2 separate regions of the Mus musculus genome follow, and region 1 is linked to region 2. The links are chromatin contacts, called in public Hi-C maps. All regions are on one chromosome and are shown on one strand. Each heading gives the region's core, a stretch centred on a gene start, on an enhancer-like site or on the middle of the called end of the contact. The rest is flanking DNA. Distances are from core to core; before and after follow the strand shown.

Region 1 (3,840 bases), core at 1,246-3,745, 160 kb before region 2:
GTAACATTAGCCAGGACACAAGGATACACAACCAAGGCAGCTAAGTTACAGTTTATTTAAAGTTTCAACTTCTTTTCAAGCCAAAGCAGAATAAAGATTTCCCACACTTTCTAGTTCTCATCAGGTGCAGTATCCCTAGCAATAGCTTATCTTGGTTCCAAGTGACTTAAACCTCCTTGCAGATTGAGAAATCTGTTAGCAGTCCAACTCTTAGATGTGTTGCCTAACACATCTAAAATAACAAAGTTATTTTGTCATGAGAAAAGAATCATGAAGGCCACTTCCTCAGACATGTCCCATACTTGGCAAAACACGAGGATTCTCTGCTTGAGGAAGTTTGCTTCCCTGGTATCTCAGTCTGCTGAGAGTGGCAGGAACATCCTGGGTTGTCTCGCAGCTAGCAAGCTGGGAGCAGTCCACTCATGCCATTTCTCTACACATCCACATTTACTGTTCACAGTAGCAAAGAAAGGGAACAAGCTTAGATCTAAACCAACAAAGAGTAATGAAAATGTGCTACATATATACAATGGAAAATGAAATAATGAAGTTTGCATGAAATTAAAAGACTTGGGAAATGCCATTGTAAGTATGGTATCTCAGACTCACAAAGACAAATCTCACAACTAGCTGTGACTAGAGTTCTAAATAATCCAGTGCCCTCTCTAGCCTCTACAGGCACCAGGCATGCCTGTCACTTACAGACATACATGCTAGCAAATCACACAAATACATTAATAAAAAATTTAAACAACATGAAACTAGATGACAGCTATGCAGTATAACATGTTTTGATGTTTTTAAAGTGTTGACACAGCTTTAAAATATTTGGTGAGATTTGCTATCCTATCTTATTGTGAATGCACGGTACAGTGTTAGTTATCAGACTACTGCACATCTGCACTCTTTTTTTTTATTTTATTTTTTTTACATCTGCACTCTTAATGTATTCCTTTACTGTAGCTGAATAAAACCCCTTGATAACAGCTCTTGGTTCCATTCTTCCTCTGGCCCCTAGGAAACACTATTCTGCTCTCTGCTTCTATGGGGTTTCTGTGTAATCCAGGGCACTTAATCACTTGGGCTGTGTTTTTTTTTTATGATCATTAGAAGTCTTCATTTCTTTTTCCTTGCTCCAGCAGGCTCTTTATCTACTCAGCTGAAATTTGAGGTCTTTGATCTTCCAAGCCTAAGAAATCTCTAAAATTTTTAATTTTTGCTAATAAAATGTACTTTCAATTGTAGAATTTTTTTCTTTCCCTTTTTACAGGGATTTTATTATCATTATCCTATACTGAAAAAATAATTGTGGAATTTCTACAATGGTTATTTACAGTTTTGACTTGTCGAATTAAATTCTGCTGTAAAAAGTATTTCATTATCAAATTTCATCATGTAAGTACTTTGCCATGGAAAATAATTTAACCATGTGTATGATTTTTAAATAAAGTGGATCAATGCATGCATAACGATGGTTAACTATTTTTAAGTTCTCAGGATTATCTTACATGTTTTTCCAAAACCCTTTCTCCATATTCCAAGAAACTGAGGCTGAACACCATTCAAAATCACTTTTTATTTGAGTTTTTATGAATGTGGCCTGCTAAATTGAGCTGTAGTAGGATAGCCCAAGGAGAAAAATATTGCTTCATAACCTGTTCATCAGAGAATGTCACTAGCTCTGAGTTTATTTAATATCAGATCCAGTGGATGGGAAATAATTAAATCTCCTGGTTGAAGCTTGTTTTCAAGCTGTTTTTAAGGAGTCTACTTTTTCTGCACTAAAGGCCTCCTGGAACCCCTGACCCTATGTCCTGGTCCTGTCTGAGAAATGTTTTCATGATGCTGACATTAATAAACACATATCTCAAAATTTGGAAAGTCAATATCAAGGTGCTGTCAGAGGACAGTGGTCATCATTATATTAATACTTAAAGACAAGAAAATTACCATAGTTGAGACTTCAGTTTTAAGTCAGGGTAAAATATTTTTAAACAAAATTAAAAGAAAGTATACTAATTACAAGTAATGTGAGTCCTGTCAGCATAGAACTCATTTTGGTTTTCAAATATTTCTCCAGCACTGGGGAAAAAAAAACCCACAAAGGCACAAAAATTCTCAGGTCCTCAGACAGAGTCTCAAACAAAGAAGTAAGACTAGACTATAACTATACATATAAACCCATTACAGAGGTTGACACCGGCCACTGTGGATTTCTCAAATTTTATACACATCACAACACAGGATAAGGGCAGCTCCCTATATGACCCACCACTTAGCATGCTCACATGGTCCTTCAGCAAAACAGAGTGAACAGCTTCACAAAGGAGAAATAACCTGGAACCAAACAAAAGGAAAACAAATGATCAATCAGCACCCATTGAAAATGCCTCAGAGGAGAGAAACATTGAAGGCATCACAGGCCTGTGGGATCCCCTGGCTGAATGACTTTGGGAGTCAGAATGACTCATTCAGAAACTGTTTATCCTGGAGGAATCAGTTAAATTAATTAGCATGGGTAAAAGTCACAGACAATTCTTTTCTCAGTTTAACCACTGTCCAAACCAATCCTGCTCACTCCAAGCCTTCCCATCACGAAGGATTCTTATCTGTCTGGAACCAGAGATCCTATCAACTCTTCCTTCTGGAAGTCTCTTTGGATCACAGTGTTTTAGCACAGAAGAAAAGAAAAGTAATTAATACACCAGGTGATCTAGTAAGTTATTTTTCACTAAAAGCAACCAGAGGATGAGAAGCCTGAACTAGTTCTGATCATTTTACAAATCTCACATGTAATAGACAGTGAAACTCAATCAGATCTGATAAGAAATATCTCTCAATAAAAAAATCTAATAAAGTTCCAACAACAGAAACAGATAGTCTACCTAGCAGCCAAGCAAAAGCACTAAAACATTATGTTTTGATAACAAAGAGAAAATGCTATAATTTCTATTAATTAAAAAAAATAAGAGTCGTTGGCTGGGAAGATGGCTCAGTCAATAAAGTGCTTGTTCTGCAAGCATTATGACCTGAGTTTGATCTCCAGGACCCACAATCAAGTAGCTGGGTGTGGTGACATGTATTTGTAGTCCCAGCTTTGGAGAACCAGACCAAAGGTCTCACAGCCTGCTTGGCAAGTTCATGGCTACTGAAAGACCTGTCTTTAAACAAAGCAAAACAAACTTAGAAACTAAGTTAGATAGATGGTACTTTAAGAATGACACCTAAGGTTGGTTGTACTTTAACCTTCATGTGTATGAACATATACATGCACTTGCACCTGCATACACATGTACACACACACACACACACACACACACACACACACACACACATACCCGGGAGGGGGTAAGGGGGAGGAACACATATACCCTTAAAATACCATGTAATTTTGTGATACTACACATAAAAACATATTTAAAAAGTCAAGTGAAAAGAAGACAAGAAGGGACAAAATATCAAGTGAACGAAACGAAAAGAAACCAACAGTAGAAAAATGTATCTAAGATAAAATGAATCAGAAATCAACGACTATCAATGAATATGGTCTCCATTTAAAACACAAAGCTTGTCAAAATGAGTAGATGCCAAAATGGCAAGTTGTTTACACAGAACTGAAGTGCAGAGCAGCCTCAGGATCAAATACGATTTATTAGCTGGCACTGGTTGCCCTGTCCTGCAAATTCTACTACGTGGAAGTTGGAGATGAGAGCTTCAAGAGTTCAGAATCATCCTTGAACTAAGAAATTTGAAACCAAACTTAGCTGCATGAGAGCCGGTTTCAAAAACCCACAAGCAATGATTTTTCTTTTGATTGTTTTATTGCTGCCTTTTGCTTTT
Region 2 (3,547 bases), core at 680-3,179:
GTTTCCCGTGGATCAGCGGCACAGGATGGTGACTACTTCATGTTTACAGCTTGCAAGTCCACCGATGGGTCACTCACTAAGGGAAGACTGCAAGGGAGGGAGTGTGGGTGGCCAACAAGGCAGGGTTTAAAGGTTTTGCTTAGAGGAAGTGCTCAGAGCATGAATTGCGGCCACCAACACACATCTCTTCTTAGCTGTCAAATCAAATCGCTGCGTCTTTGGACGATGCTACCACTTCATTATTTGAAATGCAATTCATACTAAATCTGGGTGTCCCTTGGATAAAGTGGAGTTATATCCTAACACACGATAAATTGAAAACCCTTACGTTCAAGTCCCCTTAGCACAAGCCTAACATCCTAACACAGCACTGCAGAGCACCAGGCTTTTTGGGAAGCTCAGCACATTGACACTTTGCAACACAGAGGCAGTACTATGCCCATCAACAACCTAAAAAAGGTACGATCACAACATTTTTATACTTCATGTGCATTACGTTTGAATCATCAAAAGTTAAAAAAAAACACACAATTGGTAAGTCAGTGACTATCCATTTATATCTTTTCTCTTCCCATTGGCTGGTATGGTGCCATATTTTTCTGTTGCTGTGGTAAAACATGATGAAGGCAACTTAGAGAGGAAAAGGTTTATTTGGGGTTTAGGGTTCTAGAGGGCTAAGAGTCCATCAGCCTCAAGAGTGGTGAAGCGTGGTAGCAGGAAGACAAGGGAGGCAGGAACAGCTGAGAGCTCTCATCTGAAACTGCAGGCAGCAAGCAGAGTGTGGTGGAGGGGGGAGAAAGGGCAGGAGGAAGGGAGGAAGAGAGAAACAGAAACAGAGAGACAGAGATAGAGATAGAGAAATTGACAGAACAAACTGGGAGGATTTTGAACTCTCAAAGCCTGACTCAGTGAGGCATTTACTTATTTCCAAGGGTGACTCTAGGATCAGACCTCTCAGTGTACCTGGCTTAGAGGCTAACCCAAATGCATGCCTGTCTTGGAGTGATCTACAGAGTCACATAAACCCACCTGTGACAGGGCAGGGAATCCGGAAGCACATTAGGACTCAAGAGTACCTGTACCTGTCACAAAGGTGAACTATCAGCCATCATCCAGGCCACAAGCATCTGAGAGCCATCACCTATGTCACAGAGACAAGCGTGTATTTTTAAATTGTTGTGTCCTCATTTTAGACCACAAAGAGATTAACAATGGACTAAATTTTTACAAAATGTATTGCAAACACTCTTATCCAAAAAACATTACCAAGACAAACATCCCAAATTAGTAGAGGAAGGCTATTTAACCAGCAAAAGACTACCTATGTGTTCATGTCAATTTTCCACCATACCTGGTAGGTAATAAAATCAGATTATTCCCTCAGCAGTGGTAACCCATGTCTTTAAACCCAGTACTCAGAAGGCAGAGGCAAGCCGAATTCGAAGCCAGCCTTGTTTACATAGCTAGATTCAAAACAGTCAAAACTACAGAGAGACCCTGTCTCAACACACACACCCACACACAAATAAAAATAATCATATTTCCTGAGCCCTGCCTACTCTATGATCATCATTTCTTTACCCTTGAATTCACTGCAAGTTCCTTTTACACATGACCAACTTACTATAGCAACTGTACAGTTAAAAATAACATGTTCATACTTTTACAAAAATTACTATTTTCTAAGTTTGTATGATCCACTAATCTCTACCTTTCAGCTAAAAAGAGTTACTAAGTTCTAGCCTTTTTTTTTTCCTTTTTCTTTCGACATTACTCGAGTTTTAACTCTCCTAAACAGTACTTATCCCATTTCGCAGGCCAGTCTGAAAAGATGTTGAAACGATGTTTGGTCAAATCAGCCAGCCAAATGGAATGAGCAAAACCATCAGTAACCAGGGTAACCGTGTGACTCCAGTAAACACGTCAAGGCCACTCGCAGCCTCCACATCTGAATCCACTCTCTTCACTGGTTGCTATTTTAGGACTATATCTTACTTCAGAGTTAGATGATTAAATGGGAGCTTTTTAGATAGTTTTTGAAATACATATAATACTTTCTTTTTAACACCAATTCATTCGATTTAAAAATGCCTATTGGAAGTCTACCACATGCCGCCCTATGAGAAAAATCACTCATAAACTGAATAATGAAAGCAGAGACACTGAGTTCTTGATAGAGACTTAATGCATCACTCTCTCCAACTTGGACAATATGTGCACAGCTCTATTCAGGGACAGACTCAACACCTTCATCTCATATGTAGTGAAAAATCCGGCGTCAGTTCCTTGTGGCGGGGACCCTGATAGACAAGGGCTTGAGGAGCAACCTGCCTACGTTTTATTATGACTACTGTGGTATGTATCTTACCCACGATTCTCTGTCTGTGAGGAAGACACACCGCAGTGGTCGGAAACAAGAATGTGAAAGACTATTCCCAGAAATGGATGGAAGAGCTTGCCAGAGCTGACGAAACAACGGCTGCATTTCAACAAGGAAATTCCCTCCGGGCTCCATTCTCTGCTCCTTCGCCTGCTGGGACCATGATCCCACCTCCCTCCAGTCTCCCAGGTCCTCCTCCGCCTGACAGTATGCCTGCACCCCACATGGGAGGCCCGCCCATGATGCCAGTGATGGGCTCTCCCTCCGCCTGGGATGATGTCCGTGGGACCAGCTCCTGGGATGAGACCGCCCATGGGAGGCCACATGCCCATGATGCTCAGGCCGCCGATGATGAGACCTCCCGCCTGCCCTATGATGGTAGCCACATGGCCTGGCATGATCCCGCCAGCCAGATAAGAGCAGAAGCGCTTTTTATCATTTTGTGTTTCTTGCTCTGTTTCACCAGAAGATCTTGGTGCTGAGCCTGAATGTTTAGTAGATGCACGACAATGAACCTTGTCTCTTAACTTGTGACTTGGCTGGGTGGGTGCTCAGCTTTGCCGCCAGAGCTTCTACGGACCACTGCACCTGGAGTCTGGAGAGATTTCCCTGAGAGTCACTGAGCAAAGAAAAAAAGCTGTGATTAATTCTGAAAGCTATACAACCACTTTAGGATGGATTTCTTCCCTGTCTAGAGTGTCCACATGGATTTGATTTGGGGGGTGAAGGGCCCATATCATTCCTCATCTAGGACCAGCTCTGGATGATCACTGCCACAGCATCCAATCCTCACAATAACACGTATTTCCCATTCCTTGTCCTTGAGGTTCAGAGATGAGTGTAGAGATAGCAGCTTAAAGCAGTGGTCCTCAACCTGCGGGTCATGGCCCCTTTGTGGTCCAAAGACCCTTTCACAGGGGTCACCTTAAGACTACCAGGAAACAAAAATATTTGTATCATATGATTCACAACAGTATCAAAATTACAGCTATGAAGTAGCAGCAAAAATAATTTTATAGTTGTGGATAACCGGCACGTGAGGAACCATATTAAAGGGTCACAGAGTTAGGAAGGTTGAGAACCAGTGCTGTAGAGTGAGTTGGGTCCCTTTAGTTTGGTTAAATAGCCAAGGCACAAGGAAAGGGTGGTTGTGAACAGGTGAACACG

Evidence for each region. A called contact is a pair of places that touch in the nucleus more often than the background predicts.
Region 1: a contact with region 2 is called in a Hi-C map of uterus, with 2.1 times the contacts expected there. The contact joins two enhancer-like sites. A contact is called at or near these places in 3 of 484 Hi-C or Micro-C datasets (the HPC-7 cell line, nephron progenitors and uterus).

What each region holds. Positions count from the first base shown.
Region 1 is chr9:92,771,941-92,775,780 of GRCm38.p6, reverse strand. 4933400C23Rik (RIKEN cDNA 4933400C23 gene) reads right to left here. Exons shown (of 5, transcript NR_040770.1): 2 at 2,273-2,337. Among named protein-coding and RNA genes, the nearest start is that of 4933400C23Rik, 55 kb to the right of the region's middle. Within about 2 kb of position 2,495, at least 2 of the 459 cell types and tissues checked have an H3K27ac peak or open chromatin away from gene starts, as enhancers often do. A contact at or near this core is called in uterus, where this site is marked.
Region 2 is chr9:92,611,758-92,615,304 of GRCm38.p6, reverse strand. It overlaps the pseudogene Gm2495. Among named protein-coding and RNA genes, the nearest start is that of B430319G15Rik, 71 kb to the right of the region's middle. Within about 2 kb of position 1,929, at least 35 of the 459 cell types and tissues checked have an H3K27ac peak or open chromatin away from gene starts, as enhancers often do. A contact at or near this core is called in uterus, where this site is marked.